Regions from separate parts of the Mus musculus genome. Here region 2 is linked to region 1. The links are chromatin contacts, called in public promoter capture Hi-C maps. All regions are on one chromosome and are shown on one strand. The core of a region is the stretch at or near the end of the contact, and the rest is flanking DNA. Distances in the headings are between cores, read along the strand shown.

What was found. Promoter capture Hi-C pulls out the DNA fragments that hold promoters and counts their contacts.
Region 2: a promoter capture Hi-C map of liver shows a contact between it and region 1, with 3 times the contacts expected there. The contact joins the promoter of Mroh8 here to the promoter of Necab3 in region 1. A contact is called at or near these places in 2 of 39 promoter capture datasets (liver and pre-B cells).

The regions. Positions count from the first base shown.
Region 1 is chr2:154,556,455-154,562,056 of GRCm38.p6, forward strand. Necab3 (N-terminal EF-hand calcium binding protein 3) reads right to left here and starts at 2,399. Exons shown (of 13, transcript NM_021546.3): 1 at 2,284-2,399; 2 at 603-627. The coding sequence starts at 2,385. E2f1 (E2F transcription factor 1) reads right to left here. Exons shown (of 7, transcript NM_007891.5): 5 at 4,893-5,007; 6 at 4,577-4,796; 7 at 2,946-4,481. The coding sequence ends at 4,234.
Region 2 is chr2:157,276,956-157,282,557 of GRCm38.p6, forward strand. It overlaps Mroh8 (maestro heat-like repeat family member 8), which reads right to left and starts at 2,594. Exons shown (of 25, transcript NM_001039557.4): 1 at 2,237-2,594. The coding sequence starts at 2,520. Rpn2 (ribophorin II) reads left to right here and starts at 2,143. Exons shown (of 17, transcript NM_019642.4): 1 at 2,143-2,380. The coding sequence starts at 2,368.

The DNA.
Region 1 (5,602 bases), core at 1,149-3,648:
CCAGCATGAGCATGTTTGTTAAGTTAATGGTCTGCACCAATGTGAAGAGACCCATGAAAGGGCAAGCGCTGGGGACACAAAGAGGCTGAAACAAGAGCCTGCAGGCCCAGGGAAAGGAAAAGTGAAGGCCAGATGAGTGCCCTGCCCCTCATTCAGGGAGCCTGGGGTGATGTCCCACACAAGTCTGGATCCCAGGCCCACAACTGACTCACTTCTCTGAACCTCCACTCCTTTACCGTGAAATGGAATGAAGAATTCCCACCTAGAAAGCTGTTGTAAGGACATCTTACAACACTACCATCACTGAGCTAGAGTAATGTCTTAACATAAGCCCCCACCTCCAGCCTCAGATCAAACCACACTTCCCACTCCCTATTCTGTACACTCCAGGAAGGGTTGCTTGCTTGATCCCCCATTTTGAGCTCTCGAGACTTCAAGCTGTACCTCCAAGTCCCTAGCTCTTCTACCCTGCCCCCGCCCCACTATACCTCCCAAGTCCCTGACTCTCACATTCTGCCCCCCCAACACACACACACACACACACACACCCACACACACACACACACACACACTGTGGGACCCAAAGGGAAGAAACCACTCACCATTTTTGTCTGCTCTTCGGAAAACCTAGGGGACAAAGGGAAATAAGTGGGCACTGTGAGGGGAGCCAGGGAGATAGGGGTGCCCCTCCCAAGCCAGTGGGGCTCCAGCTTGGCAGCCAGCCCCCCTGCATCGCCTTCACCCTGCTCAGGGAAGTCCTGCAGGAGTCTCCAGCAAGGTAGCACAGGAAGCTCTCACAGCAAGCCCTAGTGCTGACTCCCTCCTGCTGTAGGGCTGGCTTCACGGTGGGTGGGTGCTCCTGGCCAGCTCTCTGTACCTTCACCTCCCACAGCTGGAGTCAAGCCCGAGTTGGCTCTGATGTAGCAGCCTTTGGCATGTTCCCAGCTTGAGGAAGGTTGGACAGATGGGCTAAGAATCTTCCTGAGAAGCCTTGGAAGCCATATCAGATCTGAATGTTTCCCTCCCCACCCCTCCCCCACCCTGACTTTATGGGTATTCTCCCAAGTCCACACACTATTCTCCACCTACCCTCACTGAACAGGCTCTTTCCCTTGTGCCTGCTTATTTTGGGTGTTCTGGTTTTCCCACTAGTATGTGAGGGAGCAGCTTAGAGTTTAACCCTTTCAGGGCTGGGACCTCTTATAAGGCCAATTCATCATGAAGACTGTGGGCATCTGTGTGTACACATTTGTGTAAGGAACAAGGAGGGTGGCAACGGCCCGTAGATTTTATTTGTAGAGGCAATGATGAAACAGACAAGTTCAAAGCCTAGACAGAACTCATAGAGCCCAGGGTCCTGAATGCTAAACTCTTCCACCCAACTCCCTCAGGGTCACTAGGCTAATCAACCAATATAACCCTTAGGCTGACTCAGAGAAAGGGCTGCTACTGGATTGGGATCACACAGCAGCTCAACGCAGCCGGGCTGGGGTAATTTGGATGGGAGTGGGGCAGGAGAGCTAAGCTTGAATGAAGATACTCCATTCATACCCCAGGGTGCCTCCTGACCTGAAACATGCCTCCTCAGGCTTGAAGGACCATGGTCAAGGTGCTGAGTCACTAGGGCATTGGGGAGGGGGCACAACAGCCTCTTACACTGGCAGGGACTTCTAGAATAGGGGCAGAAGAGAGCCAGGACTTGCTGAGCACATAGTAGAAGGGGGAAAGAGAGGCGCTCAGAGCTAGGGCTCCTGCACTTGGAGTTTTGCCTCTAGCTAGGTAAGGTAGCACAGGAAGATTGCACAGCGATCTGAGACAGGGTAGGATGCTCTACATCTACAAAAGGGGGCTCAAGGCCACCTGCTGCCCATGAGAGGAGTCCCTTACCAACTGTAAGACTCTGCCACCCTTGATCAGGCCTGAGGCTTCCGGGGCAGGACAGAGCTCCTTCAAGGTCTAGGTAGGCTCCCCTGTCCTATCAGCCCAGCCGGGGCTGCCATGGAGCAGGCTGCTGTGACTGAGTGTTGGCAGTCCCCAGCCCCAGTGGACACAATTAGGGTGAGGGGCAGTACTGCTGAGAGACAAGGAGAGACACGGAGCGGCACAGACAGCACAAGAAATGCAATGGCAGGAAGACAAAAAGGCAGGAGGATCACAACAGCAGGGTCACAGATAGTCTAGGAGAGGGACCGAAGCAGGACCAACAGATGTGGAGGGAGAGACAGGGACATGGAAGACTGAGACCTAGGGAGCCTGATGCCCGCCCGCCGGTGCCCCACTCACGTCCTGGAAAAGCGCGTGTCCCGCGGCAGGCGCAGAGTGTCGCGGCTGCTGGGGCGCAGGTGGCCCGAGCAGGCACACAGTAAGCAGCCCGGCGCACGCCATGGCTCGGAGGCTTGCAAGGCTGCGGGTTGCGGTTACCAGGCCGCCCAGGCTGGCTGGGGGCGGGGCGCGCGCCCATTGGCCCAAGCATGGCCCCGCCCCCACCTGGCCTCGGTTTCCCCGCCTGGAAGAGGCTTCCAAAAGGAGTCACCCCAGAAGTCACTGGCAATGACATCTTGCCAGGAGTCCCACAGGAACCGGCGCTCCACCCAGTCGGGTGTGGGCAGGCAAAGCTCTAAGTGCAGGAGCCCTAATAGATCAGACCCACAAGCGTTTTATATCTGGACATCTGCACTTCCCTGTCAAATGAGGATAATAGCCTTCCCCCTTAGCCCCCAGGTTGTAAAGAAGTAAGCTTTGTAGATGCTCAGCTCAGAGGACTTCCATCTATGCTTTAACACAAGTCATGGATTGCCAATCACCCCTTCCTTCTCCCAGATCTCTGCCCCAGCACCTTTCAGGAAACTCTCCCTGGTCTTCTACTTACAAGGCCTATAGGGAGGGAACAGCAGCTGCAAGCGTAGGCCCACGCACATACACACAGGAAAGCATTCGACACAAACACAGTTCACTGTGTTGCATCTTTACTAATGTTCAGAAGGTGCACAGCAAGCTGACTCTGACGCTCCCTCTTCTGTACTTAGGTCCCAAGCATAACTCCCTACCCACCATTGGGTCAGTTTTCTTCTCAAGGGGTTACAAACTGAAAGGAAATTAAGTCAGATAGGAAGAGGGAGTGAACATTCCCTCCAACACTAGCCTCACTCTGGCTGGCGGAGAGTTTCAAACCCAGCCCTAACACCATCAAAACATTTATTAAAATCAAAGCAGGAGGGAACAGAACTGTTAGGAAACAAATCAAAGTGCAGACTGGAGGGTGGGGAGGACAGCAGAGGAGCACTCCAGCCATAGGAAGGACGCATACCCACCCCTCCTGGCCGCAGTCAGCCAAGGCCCTCACGTACCCTCCCCATCTCAGATCCCCTGGATACATGCGGCTGGAGTACTGGTACAAAGGGACTGTTTCTCCAGCCCATCCATGGCTGTCAGTCTGTCTCCCTCTCCCTTTCCCAATAAATAAACTGCTTGGGCCTCAGCAACTCTTGGGTAGGGATCCTGCCCTTGCTTCAGAGAACAGGGACTTAAGGTATCACCCATGCCCCCCACCCTTTGCTTATCCCCCCAGGCTTGCCAGAGGCCTCGATAAATAAATAAACGCTCCATTAAAGCTTCGATCGGAAAACTTTTAAGCAGTGCTCTTGCTGCCCTGCAAACCCAGCCAGGCAAGCTGTACCACCCGGCCTGGCTGACACACAGGATTCTGAAAGCAGGCAGCCACCCTGGGCCTCACAGGGCCCCTGCAGCAAGGACACCAAAAGTGCAGTTAGAGCCCACCCCCACCCCAATGCGCACACATGGATCCATGCACACATGTGGACACACCAGGATGTGTCTGCAGCACACATACAGATGTGTTCACCTTCATTCCCGGGCACACGTGCACATACACATACATACACACACACACACACACACACACACACACACACACACACACACACTCACACACACACACACACACACTCACACACACACACACACACACACACTCAGACACACACCCCAGGCACACAGTGCGCAGTGTGGGGTGCATGCACACACACTGTACAACATCCTTCCCATTTTGGTCTGCTCAATGTGGCAGCAACCAAACCCCAGAGCTAGAAGCTATTGGGACAGAGGGTATGGATCGTGCTATTCCAATGAGGCAGGAAGGATGGCCCAGGGCAGGAGGCTCCAAAGCTGCAGACAGGTGGGCATCTCCAGACACCCTGAATCCCTAGGCTTCTGTCAGAAATCCAGAGGGGTCAGGTCCCCAAAGTCACAGTCAAAGAGATCTCTAATGCCCTCACCCTCCTCGAGACCAAAGTGATAGTCAAGGGCCTCGTGGGGTGGGGAGAGGCTGATGAACTCCCCAGGGAGGAGCCCAGAGAAGTCTTCTTTAACATGCTCCAGGAGTGAGTCAGCAGCCACCAGTGGTGACAGTTGGTCCTCTTCCATAGGGACCCTCAGGTGGCCCATCCGTGGCAATACTGCTTCTGGAGAAAGGAGGCATTACAAGTTAGGAGAGGCCCAGCAGGAGAGGGGCTGCCATGAGTGCCTGCCAAATACTACAAACCCTGGCCCTACCTACCTTGCTCCAGGCCCAACAGGGATTGACTGGGATCCAAGGCTGGGGATGTGGAGGGAGGTGATGGTGGAGGCCCTGCTGGGCCAGAGTCTGCAGTCCGGTCCTCCCCAGAGGATGTCTCCTGGCATGAGGTCTTCCCAGGGCTAATCCCGTCTGCACTCTCCTCCGGGCACAGGAAAACATCAATGGGGCCTTGTTTGCTCTTAAGGGAGATCTGAAATGTCTGGGTGGAGGCAGCAGGCAGGATAGATAGGTAAGGCCTAGGTGAGCACCAGCCCAGCCTCCCTGTCTTGGAAAGGCTTAGGGTCCTTAGTCTCACCTCTGAAGAATCCACAGCTTGTAGTTGGGTCTCAGGAGGGGCCTTGATCACTATGACCATCTGTTCTGCAGGGTCTGCAATGCTGCGAAGGTCCTGGCAGGTCACATAGGCCAGGGTTGGGGGAGTCAAGGACCACTGACTCACATACGCCTCCCCAGTCACTCCTTTTTGACACCCTCATCCCACCACCTGGCCCATAGTAGCTGCCCAGAATCTCATTACTAAACTTCAACTTTCTCAACAGTGAGACTATCTACCCATCCAATTCCAAACTCATGGCTGCCTGTAATAATTTCATATCAAATGCTCAACAGGTCTGGACTGGGAAATGGATTTTGACAATCTTACTGATAATGATATTCACTAAAAGGCACACTTTCTAATAGTTTCTTTTTGTGAATTAAAGTCTTAACTTTGAAGCTACAATCGGGAACTAAATTAATGACCAAGGAAAGGTTTGTCACTCTTTGGTGACAGGGTCTGTGTAATCCAGTGACCTATGCTTATGTTGCATGTCTTACTCTATAACCTCAATTGGCCTTCAGTGTTAGTTTCTGCCTCATCCCTGGCCCTGGGATTACAAGTATATACCACCACACTGGGCTTTCCTTCTTTGGTTGAGACAGGGTCTCACTGGGTAGCCCTGGCTAGCCTAGCATGTGGACCAGAGCAGCCTGAGTTCAGATATCCCCATGGCTCTGCTCCCCCAG
Region 2 (5,602 bases), core at 1,344-3,843, 2.7 Mb after region 1:
ATTACACCAGTGCACCTGCTATCTTTGCTATCTTTGGATTCACAAATGAGACACACACACACACACACACACACACACACACACACACACACACATTAGCTTCTTTTTAAAATGCCTTGGCTACCTCAAAGGTTGGGCACTCCTAAACCTTCCTCTGCTACCCAAGGCCCAATCGGGAAACTGGCCAGCGGCTACCCACCCAAATTCTCACATGGCCAGTCGGCCCTCTCTTCTGAAGCTCTCCTCTTCCGTCTCCCACCACATCCTGGCAATCTTCTGTGCCCCTGTGTCCTAGCCATAGCAACTCTAAGGGTCCCACCCGACTCCTGTTCCCCAGCCATTGGCTGCTGGCATCTTTATTGATGGATCAAAAACCAACTGTGGACAAGGACCTTTAGCGTTTGGACAGGCAGACTGAATCAAAGCATTAGAACCAATCTCCAACAATGAGGTATTACATACATATAGGCAATGACAAGACAAATGCTGCGACAATGCTAACATGTCGTGAGATCAGGAAATGAAGACTTTAATTTCCAGCACATTTTCTTTCACTTTATGACTATATAATTTAATGTCCTAAATAGCTATTTGCAAAAATTCCAAAAAACTTAACAGCTGGCTCCCTCTCTAGCACACCACTGGCTTGTCTTATTACTGAACTGGTAGAGTTCTTTAAATATATCCTAGTTCAGCACTACCCAATATAACTTTCTGGGATAATGAAAATATCTGTCCTGTAATTTCAAATTACTCAGTGCAAGATCCACCAGCTACCCTGAGCACAGCATTGGCTGATCAGAAGCATAGTATAGCTGAGGAGCTGAAGCTTAAATTTTACTTAATTGGACTAAGTTCAAAGAGAAATTACTGCAGAGAGCTAGTGACTGCTGTATGGAGGAGTGGTCCGACTCCCCGCTACATATCTGGAGTGATACTGAAGAGAAGCAGCATTGCTGTATTGCAAAATTCTACATGTTCACAATAGTTAATTAGCACACATCTAGGCTGTCATCAGAACGCAAGGGCTGAAATATTTCCTTCCTTTTAAAGTATTAAAAGTAACATTTCACAGAATAATAATAAAGAGTAAATAAGATAACATATGTAGGGTGCTCAGTACTCTTTCTGCCTATATTGTGAGCTCGGTAATCAGAGCTACACATTAGTTCTGGCTTCCATTTTTGAGTCTGTTAAATTTGCAGACCAGCGCATCCCTCAACCCTTCCTGGAGTAGACAGCAATTAACACGGAGACCCAAAACTGGTCAACACACAGAGAATAAGAGATCTTGGGACACTCAGCCCTAAATGGGATGTCTACAGCATCCCCTTTACCTCAGGGCTCATGGGCGTGGGTCTATGTGGAAGAGGAGAAGGATTGTTTAAGAGCCAGGGGTGATAAACGGCTTCCAATAAGCAGTTTTTCAGGGATTGTGTCAGTATGCACAAGACCCACAAAAGCTCAAGCCATACAAAACACAGAGAAGGGGGAGTGGGCACAAAAGACCCAACTGTAGCCAAAACTATTCATAACTGATAGCTGCTGGGAGAGGGAAAATCAGTTTTCTTCAGTGGAGTGACTGGGTATATCAACCACTCTCCAGGGCAGGACTCCATGCTTAGTTTGTTTTTTACTTTAGAAAGAGGAAAAATAGAGCATGAGTTGGGTGTGTAGGGAGTTGGGGGAGGATATGGAAGGTGTTGGGGGAAGGAAATGAATATGATCAAAATATATTGTATGAAATTTTCAAAAAAAAAAAATCAAACATTTTAAAACGCTCCTCTCCGTTACCTGTATAGCTCACAGGTTTGAAAACTGGATAAACCCTCACTCACCAGCCAATTATTAATAATCTAAGTAATGCATTAACCATAATTTCCCAAAGTGGATAAAATCAAATGTTACGATAACGCTCCCCTCCCAACCGGACCCTTTTAAAATTGGCCGGGCTGCGGGAGAGAACCGTGAGTGACAGCGCGTCCGGCCAGTCACTGTCACTGGCCAATCAGAGGTGGCCCCGTCTTAGGCCCGCCCCAAGGCCCGGCCCAATCGGGTCCCGGTGGCGGCGTGAGCAGGGCGGTTGAGAGGCGGTCGGTTCCAAGTGGGTCCCGGCGCGGGGGAGAGGACGGCTTGGCAAGCAGGACCCGTGAGTGAGGTTCGCACGCCGCGACTCAACTGCCCCACACTGCGGCTGCCGGGCACGGCCCTGCCAAGCGGGACCGCCGCGACTGACCTTTGCCGGGAGCCCATTCTGGCAAGTGGCGTGTGCCGCGGGTCCCTGGCGTCCCCTCCGGCGCGCTCTTGGAGCCACTTCCCGGAGCGGAAGTCTGCCTGCTCGGGCTCCGGTGGGACCTGCTCGGAGGAATGGCGCCGCCGGGTGAGGCGTTGCGCATGGCTCAATAGTGGGGCCCCGCGGCCGACACGCTTTGGGGAGCGGGGCGTCGCCCGCGGGAGGCTAGTGCGGACCACACGGGCGCCGGCTAGGCGCGGTTCCCCTCCCCTACGGGGCAGGGGCATGGGCACGGGCGCTTTCGGGGTCGAGCGTGTGGCGGAGGCTGCGAGCTGGTGAAGTGCTGGGGACCCGAAGGGTTGGTGGCGGGGCGTGCGACGTGGGACTACGGGTCCCCGCAAGGCCGAGCGCGAGCCCGGGCAGCGCGGAGCCCGAGCCTGGCCTCCTCCATTCATTCGAGTAGTACCAGCGGCCTACGCCTGTCACAGAGAGCCACCCCTGGCATCATGAAAGCTTTTGAGCATGTCACTAGACTTTCTTCGACTTCTAGGTTCCTTTTCCCTGACAGGGACAGGAGACTCACAGGTCTGTCTGGGAGCTGAAAGCCTAGGGTATGAAGTGATATTACGGGTGCAGACTTGTAACCGGCCACGTATTGATTGTGAGAACAGAAGCCAGGGACTCAACAGCTTAGTTTCTCATCTGGTATCTGCTTCGCAAGAGTTGTGTTAAATGATATTTCTGTGCTTGCTTTTAACAGTGCCGGGCAAAACTCAATGCTTGGTAGATTCTGAGTGGATAGGTGGGAATCTTAGTGTATTCAAGTCACTATTTTATTTGTTGGTAAAGTGGCTAAAGTCAGAACTTGCATTGAAACTTAAGTTTGAGTTTCAGTTATTTGTCTCAGGGCAAGGGAGTGGGCACCTACTTAAGAACCTTTTTTCTTTTCTTTACTTAGATAGGGTCTAGGGAGCTGGGAGTTGGTTCAGTGCAACTTGTGGATCTGAGTTCAAATCTTAGCACTGGGTATGGCTGGCTGCATTGTGCACGTAACCCCAGCATTGGAGGGCAGAGACCAGCAGATCCCAAGAGGTAACCATCTAGTCTAGCAAAAATGGTTCTAGATCAGTGAAAAGGCCCTGCCTCAAGGCAAGAAGGCATAGAACATCAGAGGAAGTCATCCTGTGTTTACTCTGGCCTCTGCATGCCTGTGCACTGGCATACACTTATGTGCATGTACCACAATACACACAGAATAGGTAGGGTCTTACTATGAAGCTGGGGCTCCAGCTCAGACTCACCATCTTGCCTCTGTTTCCCTAGTCCTGGAGTGACAGGTATGAAATAGTTTACAAACCATTTCTTGGTTTGTAAAATGCAGAAAATACCCACCTCACTTGGATATTAGAAGGCTTAAAGACTGGTGCAGTGCATACAAAGAACTCAGTATAATTTGGGCCTACCCATTCAATTGAGTGTTCAAGTACGAGCCAGAAAAGTTGCTACTGTGCTTAAGTGTAGAAAGATTCAGCTTCTGGCACAGAGGCTATAAGGGGATTCACAGTTTAGCTGGAGGAGCGGTGATCATAGTCCTTCACTACATCAAATCCCTGATTGCCCATTGGTCATTGGGAATTTTGCCAAATGCCTCGATGTCTCTTTCTCTACATCTTCTTAGCCATTGGCAATTCTGATAGGTTTTAACTTCAAATTGTGGCAAGACTGACTATTTCCTTAGCACCTCCACCTCTGTTCCCTTATTGGCTCTCATTCTTTCTGTATTTGGAGCATGGCAGTATCCTCCTACATAGCTCCTCCCCCTCCTCCTGTCTTCACCCCTGCTTAGGCGGGTGTAACGGGTATAACCCAGTATTGTCTTCAGCAAAGCAATCCTGTTAAATTGCTTGTCAGATCGCTTCCCTACTCAGAGCTGTGCTGTGGTCCCTTCTTTCAGTTGCCTTCTTTCAGTTGCCTACAGGTCCTTTGGATTGGCTTCTGCTACCTGTTAACATATGAGCTCCAATCCTGTCTTTGTATCTAGTTTTCTTGTTACAGTTTCTCATTTGGGCCTTGAGAGATCACTGCATACAGAACACATTCCTCCCAAGATACCAAGACACCTGTTCTGTGCTTTATTTTCTCTCCAGTGCCTCTCTGCTTTCCAATGGGATAAATCATGGTTCTTAACTTTTTTTTCCCACTAGAATGTAATCTGTTTGAGAATGGCGGTTCCGAGCTGTATGTTTATTTTTAACACTAAACTAGTGCTTGGGGTTCAGTTCCCAGCATGGAGGGAAAAGCACTGGAGCATGCAGTATATTGATGGGTACCACACGTTGTAGCGCTCTTGGCTTCCTTAGTGTAGGGTTAGGGGCTTAGAGGTTCTGTGCACCAAACCCAGGGAACGAATTCTCCGCTAAGCCATCACCTCTGCCTTTAGTGTTCTGAAGAGTTTCACATTTAGGTTGACAGACACACAAAAGACTTAAATGAAACTACTGTCTATAGAGGAGTGATTCTGAGTTATGCACTTCAGCATTCTCCAAAAAAGGAAGAAGAAAGAAAGAAAGAAAGAAAGAAAGAAAGGAAGGAAGGAAGAATCTTGTCGCTGAGCCTGGCTGATAAGATGATCCAAATCCAATCTTCAGGACCTACATGTTTTCTAGCTAACACTAAGTGCAAGTGTTCCTCTGACCTCCATATGTATATACTCCTCACACCAATTTAATTTCATTCTTTTTTTTTTTTTTTAAAGATTTATTTATTTACTTATTATATGTAAGTACACTGTAGCTGTCTTCAGATACTCCAGAAGAGGGCATCAGATTTCATTACGGATGGTTGTGAGCCACCATGTGGTTGCTGGGATTTGAACTCGGGACCTTCGGAAGAGCAGTCGGCGCTCTTAACCACTGAGCCATCTCGCCAGCCCTAATTTCATTCTTTTAAGTGGAGTGTGAAGATTGGCCATGTGTAAGCTACTCTAGTCCTTAGTTTTCTTCTTTGTAAAGTAATGTCTTTAAGGGATTCTAATTCAGATGAAACTGGAGCATGCAATATATTGATGGCTACTACACATTGTAGAGCTCTTTGTTTTGTCAGTTTAGGCTTAGAAGCTTAGAGGTGCTGTGCACCAAACCCAGGGAACGAATTCTACACTGAGCTACCACCTCTGCACATACTGGCTTGGGCAAAGGATTTAGGACCATTGGTCAACCTTATAATTGCTTTTTAATGCTTTTAACTTGGGTGACAGATGATTCACTTTCACGACACAGCCTATTCAGAAATACCCTCTTTCATTTTTAACGGAAGAGAGACAGGTGCCATTCCTACAACTTCTTCCTGTCCCCTAGGGCATCACAGCAG